Linked DNA regions of Zea mays: region 1 is linked to region 2. The links are chromatin contacts, called in public Hi-C maps. All regions are on one chromosome and are shown on one strand. The core of a region is the stretch at or near the end of the contact, and the rest is flanking DNA. Distances in the headings are between cores, read along the strand shown.

Region 1 (2,878 bases), core at 247-2,746, 650 kb before region 2:
ACTGTTTTTCATGTTTGCAACATTTGTGTGTACTTTCATCAATTTAAACCACAGTTATATTCGTATAGACCAATTTAGCACACAGACATAGTTCATCAATCATTAGTTTAACTCGTAGGTCATAAACATCACACATACACATAAATGATATGTATATGGTTTTGTTTTGCTGAAATGTGATATCTCGTTTAGCTCGCGAGCTGGCTCGTTAACGAACCGAGCTAGGTTGTCAGATCATCTCGTGAAAAAGTTAAATGAGTCGAACCGAGCTGATCACGAACCTAGCGAGCCGACGAGCCACGAGCATTTCGTTCAGCACTATCTCCATCTAACACGTAAGCATTCGTTTTTAGAGTGTTTGGTTTCGGAACAAAGTGGGTTGGGTTGAAACCGACCCATTTTTGTGGGTTGGATCGGACCCGTTCCTTGTTTGGTTGAAGTGACGGGTTGAACACAATTTCTTGTTTGATTACAGGGTTGAAGTGGGTTGAAGCTGCACCGTCTCTTGTTTGGTTTCGTGATGAGGGATGAATTAAGGATGAACTGAATATGGTCACCTTCCTGATCACATTACCGCACTAAGAATGGTATCTTTAATTCCAAATGCTTCTCACCTTGTGGTGTCGGTAGGGGACATGGAGGTGGTATCGGTGGATGGTGGCAGGGGCTGGATCACGGCATAAACAACGTCGTTGGGAGGCGCGGACGGGGGTGTAGCGCGCTGGAGGACAGGTCGGTGGGGGCAGTCCGACGACGGGAGAACACACCGGCGCCGGAGGGCAGGGCGGCGGAGGACTCTGATGGCGGGCGTGGTCGGGGGTGCATCGCGTCGGAGGGCAGGCCGACGGGGGAGCCGATGACTGGATAACAGGTCGGCGGTGGCGGTGCGCCCTGCGCAGGCTGCGCTTGGGTGAAGATATGGTGTGACCGCGTGGGTGACATGAGGGGTGGAGAGGAAGTGGGTCGGAGTGGTTCGATTGTTTTTGAGGAACTCCTAGAATCCGCATTTTAAAGGGATATTTTGATCTGAAACCAACTTAACCTACTAGCCTTTTGAACCAAACATGAGTTGATGCAGGTTCAACCTGTTCCAACTCGTATCAACCCGTTAACAAACACACTGCTTTCTTTTGTGACTGGGTGGACGAATGAAGCGAGAGGACCAAGGGTCGGTAGGAGTCATAGAAATCGATAATTCCAATTCCTGATTAAAAAGTTGCTCTATGAAAAAAAATATTGTAGAACACATCAAAATTTTTTCCAAAAAAAAACGTAGTTGTAGCAGCAGCGCATTTGTTTGGCCGGTATCTTCTAGAAGATTGGAAGGGACATGGGGCGGCCAGGCAAGTCAACGATGACTGAGGGAGAGGAGAGGGAGCACTCCGGATTCAACAAATTCTTTCCAAGCAAACGCACGAGAGGTGGGCCATTTCCCATCTGCCATTTGGGGGGGTTGGTTGGCTACTACCCCTTGGTTTGTACTCCGTGTCCGTTTGGCGGGCGGGACAGAGACGGAGCCCCTCCCCCGTCTGCCTCGTCTTATTATTCTTCCTCCATTTTGAGTTGATTTGATTCAGTCTCCCCCTGGCTGCCAAACGCGGCCGGGCCATGCCATCCCTTCTTCTTGGTCTCTGCGCGGAGCTTTCCAAGCAACAAGAAAGCTGTTGCTCCTCCTAATCTCCTATCCTGTTGTACTAAGCAAAGCATATATTGACCACGCACGAACAGAGCGACCAATCCCCCTGTCCCCTCCCTTCCCCTTTTATTTGCGTGTTCCTTTCCTTCCCTCTCCTCTCCATCTCATCTGGGTTTCCGTTTGTCAGCTCAGCCGAGCTCCTTTAGTTTTTTTTTTCACTTAGGGATTCAATTGATTTGATTTGATTTTGATTCAAGGCGGCAGCCAGCAGCAGTAGCAGCTACTTCTTCTCCATTTGTAACCGCAGCAGGGATTTCCAGTATAACACAATACAATACAATGGCCGGCGAAGATGACGGCAACGCCACCAACGGCCGGCGGCGGCGGCGGAGGTCCGCCGTGCGCCTCAGCAAGCTCTACAGCTATGCGTGCGGCCGCCGGCCCAGCGTGGCCGACGACCACTCCGTGTCCAGGATAGGAGGCCCCGGCTTCTCCAGGGTGGTCACGGTCAACGCCGGCGGCGGCGAGCCTTCAGCGGCTGCAGCTGACCTGCTGCAGCAGCAGCAGCAGCAGATGGCCTCCAGCAACTCCATCTCCACCACCAAGTACAACCTCTTCACCTTCCTGCCCAAGTCCCTCTTCGAGCAGTTCCGCCGCGTCGCCAACATCTACTTCCTCCTCTCCGCCGGCATCGCCTACAGCCCCCTCGCCGCCTACAGCTCCTCCAGCGCCATTGCGCCGCTTGTCATCGTCCTCGTCGCCACCATGATCAAGGAGGCAATCGAAGACTGGAGGAGGAACCAGCAGGTACCGTACTACTATCCAACTTCACTTCAATTTCTTCTTCTTCTTCTTCTCTGTCAAAACAATTAATTTGATTGATTACATACTCGGTCTGTCTCGGTGAGTGAAATGAATCATGAAAGAATGAATGATCCGTTCCAGGACACGGAGGTGAACAACAGGAAGACTCAGGTCTTCCAGGTCAACAACATCGGCGGCGGCGGCGGCTTCCGCGATGCCAAATGGAAGGACATCCGCGTGGGCGACATCGTCAAGGTCCACAAGGACGAATTCTTCCCGGCTGACCTCGTCCTGCTCTCCTCTAGCTACGACGACGCCATCTGCTACGTGGAGACCATGAACCTGGACGGCGAGACCAACCTGAAGCTGAAGCAGTCCCTGGAGGCCACCTCCGCCTCGCTGCCGCCGGACGACGGCGCCAGCTTCGGGGCCTTCCGG
Region 2 (3,128 bases), core at 212-2,711:
GTGACAGTAACTGAAGCTGGTCTGCATTGCACATGCGTGATAGAGCTAGTTAGGACACCATTTACTTCCAAATTTATATAGTACCAAGACAAGCTACCACAAGTAAACTTGCTTACTAATACTTGGTCTCCAATTTTGCTACACAAAATATATCTCCTAACTGCATAGAACAACCCCAAGGAAACTCCAATGTTGAGCCAACGTACTGAAATGTCCAATTTTAGATGTCTGGAATAGCCTAACATCAACCTGACAACCTAACTTTAAGCAATATTTACACCTAGTTCTGTATAGCTCTAAGGTCAAATAGCTTAATCAAGTTTGTGCTCCTAGAACATATATACAAGGTTGCTATAATGACCAACAACTAAAAACTCATGGATTCAATGCTATAGTGCTTCAAAGTTGACCCCATTCACTGCAACCAGTTTCAGTTAACTGAAACAGGCACCCATTAAGTCTGTTGGAAGGATTTGCAACCTCATTTACTCTAATTTTCACACAAGAACAAATCCAACTCTTTATATGAAACATGTTCTCCTTCAAATGGTCTTTGACTGTGCTATAAGATTCTTAGTCCAAGACCTTATGGACTGGTCACAAAGTTGCTCCAAACTGGGAACCAAATATTAAAACTTTAGTTGCAGTTAATTGAATTCAGTTCAGAGAAAAATAAGCCTGACAGCACACCTTTAGGCACTAATTACTCCCAACTCTAAGTAGTGTCAAGGGCATAACCCTCACCAAATTTTACTCCCCTAACACTGGTATTCAAGTTTTCTATAGCAACTATAGTCTAAAACTACTTAGATTGGTCACAAAACACCTCCAAACTGAGTACCCAACACTGCAATTTCAGGTTTCAGATCTGAATAAAAATCTAGTCCAACTAACATGACAGTCCAAGTTCTCAGTGGGTGCATGAAACTGCTCGGGGAAGACGTACGTTGGCTGGTCGACGATGAAACTAAACACGGCGACGATTTGTGGTGGCACGACTATGTTCTGGCCACTATGAGGTGAAGGAGGTTGTGGCCGTGGTCACCACTAGCAGGGAGATAACGCGCTGTGCACAAGGGCTGACCGAGTTGGTGGCTGGGGAGAGAGGGCTATCTCTAGTATGGACACAAGAACTTCATATTCTTTGTTGTGGTCTGAGGGTAGAGCTCAAGACGGGGAGGTAATCCTCGCTGAAACCTACCCTATAAACACCTGAATATGGGGCAAGGTGGCCCTGCACCTGTCCAACATGCAGTGAGGAAATGTTTTGAGGGTGCCAACATTATATGAGCAACCCATATGTGGCTTTCATGCATCAATATCTCACCAGCTCGTAGCCACACCATATTCACTGAACCTGGTCAACTTAACCAGCCAAAATATCCCATGTCCAGTAAACACAGACAGAAGAATGATAAGTGAACACTCCACTGTGAGCAGACTCAACAGGCCCAACTTGATATTTCTGGGGTCTCCCTTTGTTGTCCACCCAAGTCTTATCTCAGCCTGAGCTCACCAGTTTAGGACAGCGGGGGAAGATCTTTTCTGCAACTCCAAACCTGATCCATAGTCAGATAGCTACTTTCCCCTCCACTATCTCCAGAACAGACCAACTCCTAGATATCTTTCTGCAGTGGGAAACCTTCAGCACCTAAGCTATGTACCTCGTCCCCACTAACACTTATCCCTATGAAAACTTAAACACATAGGTGAAGTTCAGCAGGATAGGGAGATTCTTGTTCAGACTACTAAATCAGCATTGAACTAGACTAAAACAGCCAATACTGCCATTGCAGAACCCCCTGTTTAATCCCTTCTATCTAATAAATCTCCTCACAACAGAGCTATATTTCTTAACTAACATTACTCTCCAACTATAGCCCTTTCTATTTGATATAACACTCCAGGGCTGAAACTACTCAGAACTGAAGTTGTGGTGTTCCAAACTATAGCAAAAACAACTAAACACTCAATTTCAGTTTTACTGATCAACCCACACTATCTCTGACATTGGAAATTGCAGCACCATTTTCTCCTAATTGTATACATTAGCCACACCAAGTCTTTGCATGAACTTGTTCTCCTATACCTAGTCTTTGACTTTGCTATGGGGTTCCCAATCTAATATCCCTTGGATCAATTACTACAGAGCTCCAAAATATGGTAAAAACTCACTGAATCTCACAGCAACAGTTAACTAGATCCACACCTCTAAAGTCTGACAGAGGAAATTGGGGTATACTTTACTCTCGGATTTGTGTAGAACCAAGTCCAACCCTCTTTATGAAACTTGTTCTCTGTACCATGGGCTCCAACTTTGCTATATAGTTCTTAGTTCAAAACTCCTTCATTTGGTTATAAAAGGACTCCAAACTAAGCATCAAACACTGATTTTCAGTTTGCAGTGAACTGAATACAGTTCAGTTTTAGCCACACACAGTCCAACTTTGAGCAAGCTTTACTCCACTTTTTATGTGGAACCAAACCAAACTTACTTAAAGGAACTTGTTCGCCATCATATGGGATTTAACTCCTCTATAAACACCACATCACAAAATTCCTTAGATTTGCCACAAAGAGGCTCCAAAAATAGCCATCAACACTGAATTTTTAGCTGCAGACCACTGTCCACCATCTGAAACTCTAGAAATCTGCCAAGCCCTATTTGGACCACCCTCCTTTTCCTAGTGGCATATACTTTGAATGGCAAGTTGCTTAATAAAGTTTATACTCCAACAGTCCCTCTACAAAATTTATATAGTGACCATTAACCAAAACCTCTTGTATTCCAAACTACAATAGCCCAAAGTTTGCTCCAAATGATGATATTCAGACTCTAAATTCCACTAAGTCTGAAATCCACAATTTCTAACAACTTTACTTTTTACCAGTTTTTCTCTTAAGTTCCATAGAGTGTTAGGGCTATAACTTTGTATTCCTCATATAGCTCTATAACTTATATTCCTCATATAGCTCTATAACTTTGTTATAATGACCATCTTCAAAATGTTTATAGATCAAAAGCTATAAAGATCCAAAGTCGACTAGTTGATATAATTTTCAGCAATTCCAATCTGAACCCAAAACTGAATTTTTGCAATTTACTCCAAATTTCTCTATAAAACTGG

Evidence for each region. A called contact is a pair of places that touch in the nucleus more often than the background predicts.
Region 1: a Hi-C map of leaf shows a contact between it and region 2, with 6 times the contacts expected there. The contact joins the promoter of LOC103629310 here to the enhancer-like site in region 2. A contact is called at or near these places in 2 of 25 Hi-C or Micro-C datasets (both in leaf).

What each region holds. Positions count from the first base shown.
Region 1 is chr6:53,875,246-53,878,123 of Zm-B73-REFERENCE-NAM-5.0, reverse strand. It overlaps LOC103629310 (phospholipid-transporting ATPase 10), which reads left to right and starts at 1,496. Exons shown (of 9, transcript XM_020540234.2): 1 at 1,496-2,443; 2 at 2,582-2,878. The coding sequence starts at 1,976.
Region 2 is chr6:53,220,559-53,223,686 of Zm-B73-REFERENCE-NAM-5.0, reverse strand. No RefSeq gene overlaps it. Among protein-coding and RNA genes, the nearest start is that of LOC100282993, 54 kb to the right of the region's middle. Within about 2 kb of position 1,461, at least 7 of the 20 cell types and tissues checked have an H3K27ac peak or open chromatin away from gene starts, as enhancers often do. A contact at or near this core is called in leaf, where this site is marked.